Linked DNA regions of Mus musculus: regions 1, 2 and 3 are each linked to region 4. Evidence: chromatin contacts called from public HiChIP or PLAC-seq data. All regions are on one chromosome and are shown on one strand. The core of a region is the stretch at or near the end of the contact, and the rest is flanking DNA. Distances in the headings are between cores, read along the strand shown.

Region 1 (3,163 bases), core at 428-2,927, 320 kb before region 4:
GAATTCCACAGCTATTTATTTCAGCTTGTTCTTCCTAAAAGTGTGCAGTGCAGAGTCCTGGAGTCCTCAAAAAGACACTGCTCCTCTGTGGGTGTCTGGATGCAAACCAGTGCTTTATCTATAGAAAGCGGTTACAGAAACTTAGACTTATAGCCAGGAAGGATGTATAATGCCAGTCAGTCAGTCTGATTGACAGCGGGATCCGGCAGGCTCTGTACGTAAACAATTGGAATTTGTCTTCACGTTTGGTTATGATTCATGGAGCTTTAGCTTGAGGTTCTTGGAGGTATGGGGTGACTTGAAAATAAGGTCATTATACCAGAGATGGCCACCAGTCTTTCCAGTTCTGTCTCCTCTCAATTACCCCTTTCACCACATTTTATATGGTAGGTTCTTCTCAGTTCAGTGCAGACATTTCTGGGTGTCGGGTTTGCCTGGCTGTTGGAAGTTTTCTTTTTCTCCTTTAATAGTGTGGTTTTTTTTTTCTCTCTCTCTCTCCATCTCCCAGCAGATATCTGGAGTGATCACTCATTTCAGACAGATCCCGATTTGCCGCCGGGCTGGAAGAGAGTCAATGACATTGCCGGGACCTATTACTGGCACATCCCAACAGGGACGACTCAATGGGAACGGCCTGTCTCCATCCCAGCAGATCTCCACGGCTCTAGGAAAGGGTCACTTAGTTCTGTAACGCCATCGCCCACCCCAGAGAATGAGGTAAAGTGGACTGTCTTTTTACATGTTCACTAGATGTAGCTCAGTTTCCTTTCAGGCCAGCATCCTCCGCCCCACTGGGGTAAGCCTTGTGATGGCCACCCATGTTGGATGTAAGAGCTCAGTAGTGCTTCCTCTTCATAAATAGTGCTAATGTCTATTTCTCCTTTTAATGGATCCTGATTTCTTGAAACACCATTCTAGGTACAAAAACCTAGAGGAGCTGATTAATGGGAAGGGGCTAAGTTTCCCCAGGGCTCGTGGAGACAGTAATTTACTCTGCAGGCACCATCGCATGGTGCTGGATCCATGAAATATTTACGCGTAGAAGAACGTCTCTTAGCCAGACGTGTTATAATTATCATGTATCTTATTAGCCTTGGGTTCATTTGCTAGCATGCAGAAGATGTCTTACAGAAATAACCCTTGAGAGCACTTAGATGCTTAATTCCTATTTAAGGAGAAAAAAAAAAAAGGAGATGTGTTTATTTAGCAGAAGTGACATTATTTTAGAAATAATTAGCCACATAAATTCCGGGCATCCCTGAGGAAGAAATTGGGATGTTTAAACAAAGAATTGAGGCCTTAAAAAATTTCATTGTGGTGTTCATTCACCCTGAGGCAAATATTTGTCAAGCCTAGCAACAGCACACTCAAGAGAATTATCATTGGGAAAGGTCACAGCCAAGTGACGGCCTATTTATTTATTTATTTATGTCAGTGGCTTCTCTAGCAGCCTATCTTTTCTGCCTTCCCTCTACTTTTTCTTTGATGATAAATCCTTTGTTCCTTAATGTTTAAAGCCCACTTTCTCTGCATTTGAGAAATTGGTGCATTTGAACTTTACCCCTAACCGGCCCCACTCTTCTGTATTTGCATAGCCACAGCCCCACTTCTCCACCTTTAGAGAGATGGGTTGGAGCTAGCTATACCCTCTTTGGTAGATGAGAGCCTTGGCTGGTTTGGACTTTGCCCTGGTCATCTGACATGTTGATTCATTACCACTTAACCACGTAGGATATTGCGGCTTAGCCCTAGATGGTTTTGATAGCTTCTCACTGAAGCCTAATAGTTGTACATCCAGAGCAACTTCTAGTCAGTGATTTATTAACCTTGTAGTATGTGTACTTGGGATAAAAATAAACTAGTGCAGCTCTAGCCTTCAACAAGTTTGTTATGAAGGAGTCTGTCCCCAGCCCATCTCAGACATATCCTGGACTTATATCTTATGCTACAGATGGCGTCCCCAGTGCAGAGCCAGCCAGTATCCGCCTCTGTTATATCCTCCTGGTATACTGTGTTCCTCTATCCTAACTGTCCAGTTGTGTTCAACAGTAGATGACCTACAACCAGGAAAGTGCATCATAGATAGAAAATCCAAGGCACAGGGCTATCAATGACACACAGCAGTACCCAGGGCCTCTGAATCCTTGGCCAGGATTATCTCAGTGCCCCTGGCTCTAGGTGTCCAATGTCCTCTGCCTCCTGTTGTCCCTGAAGTCAGGAGGTTGGACTAATTTGAGACCCACTCCCTAGTCCAGGTGTCTCACATCCCCCACACTTAGAAGAGATCGAGTCTTTCTTGTGCCTCCCTGGTGGAGTCCAAGGAGGGGACTCTGAGCTTGTGTAGCTTCTCTTTGTATTTCTTTGCTCAATATAGCAGAGTCTTGTTTTGGTGTTTTCTGCAAATGTCTTAGGAGGAATGCAGCAGAGATGGGCAGCTGGTACTGGGTAAAACTCAGGTAGGAGAGGGCCTCCCCCAGCCCTGGGATCTTGGGGCCTCTTGTCTGTTCTCTTCCATCTCCGTGCCTGCTTCCTATCCTACTCATTGTTCAGGGCCCCTTCCTCAGCTCCAAAGGACTTATCTCATCTTCTTTGTTCTTCGGAGTTTTTGGCCAGGCCAGCGTCTTGTCTCAGTAGTCCCACAAAACACACACCTGTTACCGAGGTTAGTTGCCTCTCCCATTTTGACACACACGAAAAAAAGCTAAGTGGTCTTCACAAGATCACAGAGCCAGTGTATGGCAGAATCGAACTTGAACTTTGATCTGTGGACCCCCTGCTTCCACTCCCAGACTTGACACACTCTGTTAGGAAATAGAGTCTCTCAGATCTCGTCATCTCACAGGAAGGGCTCTCCATATCACATGCAAAGCCAGCCAGAAAATGACTACTTAATAACCGCCGTCCCAGGTGCTGATGACAGCGGAAGAGAAATGATTATTTCGCCAGCTCCATCTCTTTGATCCCTAAATAGAATCTATTTCAACTAATTTCAAAGCATGGGGGGGGGGGGGAACCAGAATGTTAAGAGAGAGAAGTAACTTGTAATATGTTGTGCCAGGGATGCGTGTTTTCATTGAGCTCTCTCTCTCTCGTGAGCTGGCTTGAAAAGAAAAAATCAGATCACTAAGCGCCAAATCGGTTGATGGCACAAAAGTTTAGGACT
Region 2 (3,387 bases), core at 105-2,604, 450 kb before region 4:
TGTAATAAGTCTTAAGAGGTAATTTATGACAACAGCAAGAATATTGACCCCACGGGTGTGGTGGAACTTGTCTCTAGCCCCATCACCTCAGAGTCCCAGGCAAAAGGATCAGGAGTTGAAGGCTGGCCTGAACCTTCTTCTGCCATCACATGGAACAGATGTTGCATGACATACAAAGAAGAATGGCGGCAATTTCCCAGCCAGTCGTCCTCTCTGCATTGTTTCCATTCTTCCCTATTTGCTTTTAGCTGTGTGAGACCCCTGTTTCCAAAAACAAAGCCAACCCACAAGCAGATCTGTATTCCTTCTTTTTAGTCTTTTAGAAATGGACTTTTAGGTTTACAGAAAGGAGGGAGGCAGCGCAGAGAGTTCCCGTGTAGTTCTCTGCCTCGGTCCCCCTGTTATTAACATCTTACAGTACTGTGGCACATGTGTTGTGAATTTGTGGACTGACAGCAAGTCCCTGCTCTGTTCACATGTCTCTAGGTTTGACTGCAAGTCAGATCTGCCCTGTTTCACTTCCTGCTTTCTCTCCTCACATGAAACAACTCTTGCTTGACACACAGCAACATAGGAAAAGCAAGGAAGTTTCCCTGGATAACCCCCATCTTATTTCCATCGTTATTAGTATTCTTCCCTATTTTCCTGAGCTAAATACAAATATATAAATATAAATATATATATATGTATACACACACACATCATTATAGTTTTGACAAGCTGTTTTGAAGCAAATTATACATCTACAACATCCAAAATAAAGAAACAGCATTATTTAGAAACAGTACCATTATCATTCCCAACAACATTAATGCTGGCTCCTAAATGCTACTTAGTATTTGTTCATAGTGAGAGTCGCCAAATATAATCTCTTTTAATATCTTGAAATAATTTTAAATTAGAATCTGGGCAGAGGACCGTGTGTCTCATTGTGCTTTCTCATCAGCACTGACGTCTGTTTAGCTTGCAAGTGAGATAGCAAGGAAGGCCTGAGGCTCCGGAGCATAGGGAGGTTGTGGCAGTCCCTCGCACCACCCCTCTCTATTGTAGTGTGATTTAAAAAAAAAAAAAAAACAAAAACCAACCAACCAACCAAACAAACAAACAAACAAAAAACAATGCACATTTCAATAAAATAAATGGGTAAAGTCCAAATGAATCCTGACTTTCCCCCTCTCGGGGTGATGCCTGAAGCTGGTTTTGAAATCTCAAGTGATCACATTTGCCCAGCTCGACAAATGCTTCCTTATTTTAGATAAGAAGCCAGACTCAGAATTCGGTGTACAGTGACGCATTGTTTTCTGTTGAGCCCACGTCCCCTGGGTCTCAGCTTCCCAGATAGGAAACCACATCCTGAATAGCACTGAGTAGACACCACAGACATGATTTGTGGCTCCGCTGCATTTGCAAGCCTTATATAAGTCTTGGTTTTAATCCTTAGGGTGGAGTTTCACAGCGAGTTTCACAATTTTCCTTTAAGGCCAAAAAAAAAAAAAAAAATTAAAATAAAATAAAAATAAAAAAAAATAAAGTAAAGAGAGGACTGTGGGTGGAATCCTAGTTTGAATACACAAAGCCTGCGTGGTAGCCTTACCTGGAAGTGAGAAGAGAGTTAAGAGCTGACTAGGGTGCTTTGCTTTTAACTCGAAGAGTCCCTGGTATACTGTGAGCCGCTAGGGCTTCTTCCCGCTCTAGCTCTTGCTGGACCATAGACACCTGAAATCTGAAAGTGTCTGGAGTAGCTGTCGGGGGATGCCTACCCGCTGGGGCTGCCTGGGCTACAACCCACAGACTGTAAGAAGCTCCCGCTGGGACCCCAGGAGAGGGCTGCACACTTTGGCATGGTTCCCTATGAAATGCTTTGGTCGCACTACAGAGAGGAGTGGCACTCTTAGGAACATTTCCCTCTTTCTTCTGTGCAGATGTGCAGCGAACTCTTCCTTAATTTACCCCATGGAGTCTTGTTGCAGAACTCAGCTCACTGTGAGAAGAACGCTTTGTTTCTACTGCCGTGGGGTTCTGTTGACTCACTTGGAAGAGGCTCAGCATAGCACCTGGCTGCTTTCTTTTCTGTCCTTAATTTCCATTGTCTTTCCTTATTGTATTCCAACTGAGTGGATTCTCCTGTTATCTCTCTCTTCCCAGGGAACCCAAGAAAAGCAATGCTTGTACACCGTAACTCTGTATGTTGAGGGTAATTACTGTTTTCTTTTACTTTCCCTGTTCAAATGAGAAGAGAGGGGAATTACTAAATATATCAATATTGTCTCTTTAGTCTTTTTAACATCCTTAAATAAAGAGGTTGCCTTGCTGAATGGAAATGTCCAAACATACAACTTTTGCTCTGGCATGTGTATGTTTAGCGTTTAAATATTTTATTTCCGGTAGCACAAGTCATCACAGAGTTACTTGAAAATTCTAGAAGAGCAGGAGAAGGAATCCAGAGACAATGACATTAACATTTTTTAATCTGTGTGCTGCCTTCTTAGACTCCAGGTCATGCTCAATAGCATTAGCGCGTCTTGGGAGGTTGTTAGAAATGCAGTCTTTTTTTTTTTTTTTTTAAGCAGAACAAAATAAACAAACAAACAAACAAAAAAAAACCCAACCAAACAAAAAGAAATGCAGTCTTGGATTCTAACACAGACACTCTGAATCCTAACTTGACTGCATTGTGTTTACATGTCACTAAAATTTGGGGGTGCCGCTCTAGAATTCATCACCTAGGGAAGCAGATGAATAGAGACCCCGACAGCCAAATTCGGTGCTCAGGTCTTTATGTTCTCTGTCACTGTTTCTTGAGATAGCCTTCAGTATGTGACGAAGATAAAAGTAAAGTCATTAAAACAAACAAACAAGTTGCTTTAGAGAGAAACTTGGCTGTCTCACAGGCAGTCATTTCATTCATAAACATTTTAAAGTGCCTACTACGTGCCCCACAGCCAGGGCCAGCCACTCAACATATACTGCAGTAGAAATGTGTGAAGAGCAAAGAGGAAGGAGACTATTGGCTGAGCGAGGATGAAGAGCAGAAAGAAAGATGGTCTCTGGGTGACACCTCAAAGCAGAAATCAATGCGCCTGAGTTATTACTGCCGCTAGGTTCTGAGAGAGCACGGAGATGGGTCGGATGCATCCCCTGCCTTTTTCCTTCTGGAAGACCTTGTGCTGAGTGTAAGGACACAAGACTGTAATAAAGTATAAACAATACAACACGTGTCGGTGAGAGGATGTAAGCAGAAGATCATGGGCTGAATACCAGCCCCATAATTCAGTGTCCTTGAACAAGCTTATTTCCAAGTTACTGACTGATCCTCTCTCTTCTGGGATAGGTAGAAAATGATAACAAACTTTATTTTACAAAATTATGGTGCTTTTCTTTTTAAAG
Region 3 (3,400 bases), core at 402-2,901, 300 kb before region 4:
TCCCAGTCAGTATTGACCATGAGAGGTGGAGGAAGTGTCATTAGAGCAGTGCATGTCCATTTCCCATCGAGGAAATAAGACCTATGCAGTGCTTGGGACTCAGTCCCAGGACAGGATTCTGGATACCCAGTGTGTAGACCAGGAATCCACTAGATGCTCACTTAAAGGACTCCAGATACAGGGAGACCTCAGGATGCCCCTCTGCCATAATATCCCAGGGCCCTTCCCTATGAGTTCCAATTTCCAGACCTGTTTGTAGAGCCCACCAGCTATTGCAGAGGGCATGTTTAAAGTAGTGATTCTCAGCCTGTGAGTCGAGACCCCCTTGGCAGATTTCTAATGAAGTAGCAACAAAAATAATTTTATGGCCGGGGTGGGTGGGTCACCACAACATGAGGAACTGTATTAAAGGGTCACAGCATTAGGAGGGTTGGGAACCACTGTCCTAAAGAGTCAGATAAGGATGCTGTTGGGAACTGAGCAGTGACTGCCCGAGGGAAGAGCCACTCTCCTGATCTACATCTGAGCACTTGGAATTGAGCATCATCACACTTAACCCCGACCACAGGCTATGTGAGTGGCCGGATGAGTCCTTTTAGATGACCTCCATGCCAGCTGGTGTGGCTCATTCCGTCGGTCATTTGAAGCTAGTGCTCATCAAAGCTAGCACACTGAGCACGCCCCTCGATCGCCTGCAGTGCTTTGTATGTTTGGCGCGAGTCTTCAGACTCTTAGTGTTCCCCAGAACCAAAGTGCTGCTGTTGTCTCTGTTGGTGTAGGGAACAGAGGCACAGGGCAGCTCAGTAACTGGTCCTATGTCACTGGGGAATTAAGTAGAGTGCTAGGGATTATATCTGAGCGTCGTGGCTTCAGAGCTGACCCAGTGAACATTGCTGCTCTTCCATCCTAAAGGTAGTACTAGGCCTCTGCTTAGAGATGCACCAGTTTAATCCTCCATAGCACCTGCAGAGGCAGTGGCTTCCCTCCAGTGATGCAAGCGGGGAAATGAAGGGCAGTGAGCACAATGAGGGTACAGGCAGCAAGTAGCAGTCCCCGACCCCCAGCGAGGTCTACTCATTCTTGCCGTGATATTTCCATGTGTCTTAGATGAAGCTGCAGGTCCCTTGTTCAGTTTCATGGTGGCGGTTTTCCTGTCCTGTGAAGTCCCAGATCGTGGTGCCTCACACCCCGTAAGAGATGAAGCTCAGCTGCTTGCTTACTGTGTCACCTTAGACAGTTCAGCCATTTGCTCTGTGCCTCTACCTTTCATTCCGAAAACAAGAAATGCAGCACCTGAGCTGGTGGTATGAGAACATATTTTGCTGAATGCTATAAACTTGGGCTGTGATCTGTAAGTGGCACAGAATAAGCCCCTAATAAACTATCTCTGCCAATAAGATGATGGACTTTGTAATATACATACAAGCTTGTGCTTACACACACACATATACACATACACACAGAGTCTATTCCATGAACATTTTTGAAACATTACACTCCATATCTAAAGTAAGCATACCTCTGTTCAAATTTTCTATTAATTAATAGGGCTCAATGCCAGGCTGGTTCCTAGACAGGCAGTGACTAATACAAGCAAGTATGCTTATACCACATCACACCCCTGAGGCCTGTCTCTGGCACCAGGGGAGAATCTCCCAACATCCTGCCTGGTAAAATGCCGGCACGGGCACTTCTGCATGCACCTCTGCTGCTCAGCTTACTATGAGCGGCCGATCAGAAACCAGAGTGGACTTGCAACAGAGGGCAAACTTTCTCCTCAGCCTGTGCTTGCATTGAACCAGGGTGGCACTTGCATTTCCCTGTGTAAATTAACAAGTTGGCATTCTGGCACGTTCTTTTAAGTTTCTATGACTTGTTTCTGACGGGATGGTTCAACCCACTCGTCGGCTCAGCAACAGCCACCACGGGCTGGGCCTTTCAATGGTGTATAGGCAGAGTTGATGCAGACTAGGAAGCACCTTCCCAATAATGCCATAGATAGTTGTGGGTGGATACTGGAGATATTTCCATGTGTGTCACCCCTTACCAAGTGGCACGGTATACATGCTTCATGAACATGACCTTCATAGATGGGCCAGGCAAATATGAGTAGAGCACAAACTTTCACAATAGGACTGTCTTGCTCAGGAAGCAGGAAGAGCACTAGTGGGCCCGGTGTCCCAGAAGGCCCCTGAGTGGTGGTTTCTGCCTGAGCACCCATCACGTTGTTGACAGCCTGTGGAGGCAGTAGAAGCAGCTGATACATTTGCTGAGGCCAATGCTGAATGTGTTCTGGGGCCTCCCTGGCCAAGGTCACTGCCATAGTGAATGAATAATTCACCAGGCCAATGACTTTTTTCCCTTCAAGAGGGAAACTGGGTCAAACTCCACTCAAGGGATCCCCCAGACACCTGTCCCCACAGGACCCACAACGTCCCGGAGTTGAAAAGCATTTCGCTGTTTCCAAACAGTCACAAAGCCTGATTTCATTTAGGAGCATGACCGTGGTGACAGTGGTGTGCATTCATTCCTGCCTGGAGTAACCGCCGTTGGCTCATGACATCCCAACAATGGAGGCCACATCCCACCAGGGTATTTGAACTTGAACGGCCAGCGCCTTCTCAGTGTTGTGGAGGTTGTGTTGCGTTAAGGCCTTTTGTTTACTGGACAATCAAAAGATCTGGCTCAGAATAGAAACCGGAGCTGCTGCAGTCCCTCGGTAATGGTATGAAGAAGAGCAAAGCAAAGCGCTGGCTGGTTTTATTGTATTGTTTGAGACAGGGAGACAAGGAGTCACTGTGTAGCTCAGGCTGATCTTGGACCTGTAATCCCCCTGGGTCAAGTGCTGGGATTACAGGTGTTCACAACCAGACAGAGGGTGATCCTGTTCTACCCCATCCCCCACTTTCTTATCTCTTGAGAAAGCATCACAAAACAGAGAAGATCAAATAGAATGAATATACTGTAGATGGGCATCGTTCTGGCCCTCTTTGAGCTGGTTAGATCTTTTAAAAGTCCTTCATATTCATATGTATATACTCCTTTCCCACCTGACTCCAACCTTAGGAATTGACGTCTCTAGAGGGCTGATCTCTGTGACTAGGTCAGGAGCCGGGATAACCATACAGCTGGAATCCAGCAATACAGACTTGAATCTCAGGGCCCTGTCCTGTGGGCATCCACTGGCCATCCCTGAAGCTCTGCCAACTCCTTGGGCCTCATCTTTCTCTCCTGTTAAAGCCTTCTCCACTTTGCATGTTCCTCCTTTCTGCCAAGCACCTGCATAGGAGAAGGAGGGTTTTAATTCTTCTGTCAGCTCAGCCTGCCCCTTGTGTGGGGCTATTGCTGAGGTGTGAAAGACAGTCTCAAGGGGGCTTGTATGGGACACTGATCCTGTATT
Region 4 (3,348 bases), core at 215-2,714:
TGGATTTTTCTTTTGTTTGTTTTGTTCTTTTGAGACAGTCTCTGTAGCTGAGGCTGACCTTGAACTCCTACCTCAGCCTCTGGTCTATACAGAGCAAGTTCCAGGACAATTGTAGGTATGTGCCTCCAAGCGGGGCTTCTACCTTTCTTTTATAAGTGTTATCTCGCTGTATATATCTATGGCTCGCTTGGAGTTTACTGTATAGATTAGACTGGCCCCGAACTCACGGAGACCCACCTGCCTCTGCCTCTGAAATGATGGGATTAAAGGTGTGTGATACCACACCCATCAGTTTGTTTGTTTTGAACGAGCTCCAGTTGGCCTAGAAATGGCTGGGCAGCCTAGGCTCACTTCCAACTCCATTGACCCTCCCTCCTAAGCTTCCCAAGTACTGGGATTGTAGGAATGAGTAACCAACCACCTTTTGATTGTATTTAGTCCCACCCCATGAGATGGAACCCACACCACACACTGGAAAAGTAGTTAAGAACCTGAGACTAGATAGGTCAAGGTCACTAGGGGGAAGCCTACAGTTATTCTGCTAAGGGAACATAGCACCCAGTGGTGTGTTGCTATATCTGTAGATCAGAACATCATTAAACCCTCACCACTTAATATTGTCTGTTATCGTTCACTAACATTTCTGGGTTGTCAGACCTATCCATCCCTCCACTTATCCATCCATCTATCTATCCATCTGTCCATCCACCCATCCTTTAACTGTTTATTAAAAGCTCATTCTGGGATGTGTTCTCATCTCTCAGTTCTTTTTATGGCATTGTTTTGAGGGAGGGTCTCACTGTGTGCACAGGCTGGCTTTGAACCTGTGGCAGTCTTCCTCAGTCCCCAATTCAGGGACTCCAGGTGTTTGCCCTTTGCCTGGTTCCATTTTTCAGTTCTTCAACATTACTTCTTGTGCTTCCTCCTCCCAGTCCTGCGTTAACAATTATCTGTCATCATAGTCCAGCTTTGGCTGGCATGGATCTTAATAAATACGGAGTCTTGCAGTCTATACACTTCTGGTGTTACTCTCTTGGCGCTTATATCTGTGATATTTGCCCAGGCTCTAATTTATTAGCTCCTTTGCTGCCTAGTTTTGCTTTGTAGGAATAGACCACATTTTAAAAAAAAAAATTATTTCAGGAGTTAAAACTATGAGCGTGAGCTTAAAAAAAGTCATGCCTCCGTGTGTCAGCTCTTCACAAAGTTGGGTGACCTCACAAAGGGTGGGATAGAAATGTTATCACCTGAGAGGGCAGAGGGAGGACCACTTTGAGGGAGTGTGTTTGCTAAGCACTCTGCGTGAGCCATTTATTTAACGGAAGCAGTTGTCTCAGGAGCAACTGCAGCTGTCTTGTATGAGGAGCCCGGCCCGAGAAGCTTTGCCAGGTTACAGTGGAGCCTGACTCAAGGTGAAAAGCATTTACCACACTAGGGAGCAATCTTGTTCTAGAGAAGGCTGTTGGGGCTCTGCCACCGCGATTTCCTAAGAGTCTCTCCCTCACTCGTTTCAGTGCTAACAGTTGAATCAGGGCTTCCTTCGTGCTTGGCAAGGGACGGCTTCTGAGCTGTACACCCCAGCCCCAGTCAGCCTTACAGAGTACCGGGAAGAGGCGATCCTCTGTTAGAAAGCCAGCCATTGGCTTGAGCTTTCTCTCTTTTGTAATTCATCTGTTTTGAAGATAAGACTTTCTGGGCTCTAACTTGTTTGTTTTACTTATGATTTTTTTCTTTGAGATTTTTTTTTTTTACTGTATTCATTTATTTCGGGGGGGGGGGGGGGGCAGACACATGCCCCAGCACCTGTGTGTGTAAAGCTCAGAGGGCAATTTGAATAGGTTCACTTCTTCCTCCACAGGGGTCCAAGGACTTGATCTCAGGGTTGACTGAGTCATGTCACCAGCCCTTGCTCGAAACTGATTCTTCCTCACTAACTACAGAGATTCTCAGCCCCGTATTCAGCAGCCTTCAAGTTTTTTCCTAAGTTCAAGCTTTGCTATGCTTGGATAAAGAATAACTGTCATCGTAAGAGAGCTAAGTGAATTAAGGCTGAGTTACTGATTTCCTGGGAGTCAAAGGTCCCTGTTTTAAATAGAACCAGAGGAAGTCCTTACAACGGGGCTCAGGCTCAAGGGGACACCTTGGGAAGAGGAGTTCAGGGAAAGGAACGTTCTGGGGAAAAAAGCTGCACGTCTTGTCCAGAAGGTCCCTTCTCGGAATAATAAAAGACAGCGTGTGTCTTCACAGTACTTCCTCCTAGCTGTGAATGAGAGGGACTCTGTTCTAAACTTGGCCTTGGTGTGTGACGGAGCTGTGTGTGTGAGATCTTGTCAGTGAGGCCCGATGGCTGCATGGTCCACTCTCTCCCCAGGGGCATCCGTGAAACTACCCTGAGAGTGTCTCAACTGAATATCTCACATCGCTTCTAGAAAGAGCAAGGGTTCCTGCTTTCTGTGCAGTCAGAGTTCGTTTTCCTCACTACTGGTAGAGAGCCTTTCATAGGACACTACTTTAAAAAAAAAAATCACCAGCTGGCCTTGAATATCTTTAACTTTATGGACAACCACAGCGGCAACATCTTGTAATTGTACAGTTAAAAAGAAAAGAAAAAAGAAAAGAACCCACCCCCACCCCCCCACTTTCTTGGCCTGGAGAGATTGGTCAGTGGTTCTTTTCCCGAGTTTAGTTGGTACCCTTTCATGGGTGCTCACCACAACCTGTAGTGCCAGCTCCAGGGCATCCTCTTCTGGCCTCCGTAGGCACCTTGACACTGGTGCAACCCCCACACCCCCAACACACCTGTAAACACAATTTATAATTCAACACATCTTTTAAAAAACTCCTTTCTCAAATAAACTCCATGTCTACCATTAGCTTTAGTCTTGCGATGTTAAATGAGAACGTTGAAATAAACGATATGACCACCTATCTGGCTAGGAGAAGAGCTGACGTGTGGACTTTCCGCCTCCGTGGACCCAGCTCTTCTCTCTCTGGCCCCACTCCTGCCACCCGCACAGTGTGTGGTGACCTGTGTCAGCATTACCTTTGGTCTACGGGGGCCTCTCAGAACACAGACTTCATGGTGTGCCTTCCATGTGTGAGACACTGCACCAAGTGCGTTAGGGGTTCACCCCTAGCCCCCACACAACTCTGCTAGCTCGGAATCCTTCACCCTTCTCACTGAAGGGAACCAAGGCTCGGAGCAGTCGGATGATCTGCATAAAGCCATATATTTGCCATGTTCACCCTGTCAGCTGCCTGCCACAGGTCTGAAGAAAGCCCTGCCTTTCCCCTATCTTCATCACAGTGGAGCTCAATGCAAGGGGCCTTAAACAATTTCTTTTCCTC

What was found. HiChIP or PLAC-seq counts read pairs in DNA pulled down with a chosen protein or histone mark.
Region 1: a contact with region 4 is called in an HNF4G HiChIP or PLAC-seq map of pancreatic cancer cells. The contact joins two enhancer-like sites. A contact is called at or near these places in 5 of 484 Hi-C or Micro-C datasets (the C10 cell line, the N1E-115 cell line, differentiating spermatogonia and 2 more) and 1 of 115 datasets of contacts at active chromatin or transcription factors (pancreatic cancer cells).
Region 2: a contact with region 4 is called in an HNF4G HiChIP or PLAC-seq map of pancreatic cancer cells. The contact joins two enhancer-like sites. A contact is called at or near these places in 2 of 115 datasets of contacts at active chromatin or transcription factors (bone marrow-derived macrophages and pancreatic cancer cells).
Region 3: an HNF4G HiChIP or PLAC-seq map of pancreatic cancer cells shows a contact between it and region 4. The contact joins two enhancer-like sites. A contact is called at or near these places in 10 of 484 Hi-C or Micro-C datasets (the C10 cell line, the HL-1 cell line, the N1E-115 cell line and 6 more) and 1 of 115 datasets of contacts at active chromatin or transcription factors (pancreatic cancer cells).

Annotation. Positions count from the first base shown.
Region 1 is chr5:66,397,630-66,400,792 of GRCm38.p6, reverse strand. It overlaps Apbb2 (amyloid beta (A4) precursor protein-binding, family B, member 2), which reads left to right. Exons shown (of 17, transcript NM_001201413.1): 6 at 512-717. Among named protein-coding and RNA genes, the nearest start is that of Gm52775, 100 kb to the left of the region's middle. Within about 2 kb of position 1,677, at least 22 of the 459 cell types and tissues checked have an H3K27ac peak or open chromatin away from gene starts, as enhancers often do. A contact at or near this core is called in pancreatic cancer cells, where this site is marked.
Region 2 is chr5:66,522,283-66,525,669 of GRCm38.p6, reverse strand. The region is part of intron 2 of Apbb2 (amyloid beta (A4) precursor protein-binding, family B, member 2); the gene reads left to right. Gm52775 (a long non-coding RNA gene) reads right to left here. Exons shown (of 4, transcript XR_003955743.1): 4 at 1-3,387. Among named protein-coding and RNA genes, the nearest start is that of Gm52775, 21 kb to the right of the region's middle. Within about 2 kb of position 1,354, at least 120 of the 459 cell types and tissues checked have an H3K27ac peak or open chromatin away from gene starts, as enhancers often do. A contact at or near this core is called in bone marrow-derived macrophages and pancreatic cancer cells, where this site is marked.
Region 3 is chr5:66,372,837-66,376,236 of GRCm38.p6, reverse strand. All of the region lies in intron 9 of Apbb2 (amyloid beta (A4) precursor protein-binding, family B, member 2), which reads left to right. Among named protein-coding and RNA genes, the nearest start is that of Nsun7, 110 kb to the right of the region's middle. Within about 2 kb of position 1,651, at least 32 of the 459 cell types and tissues checked have an H3K27ac peak or open chromatin away from gene starts, as enhancers often do. A contact at or near this core is called in pancreatic cancer cells, where this site is marked.
Region 4 is chr5:66,075,782-66,079,129 of GRCm38.p6, reverse strand. All of the region lies in intron 3 of Rbm47 (RNA binding motif protein 47), which reads left to right. Among named protein-coding and RNA genes, the nearest start is that of Gm40310, 67 kb to the right of the region's middle. Within about 2 kb of position 1,464, at least 85 of the 459 cell types and tissues checked have an H3K27ac peak or open chromatin away from gene starts, as enhancers often do. A contact at or near this core is called in bone marrow-derived macrophages and pancreatic cancer cells, where this site is marked.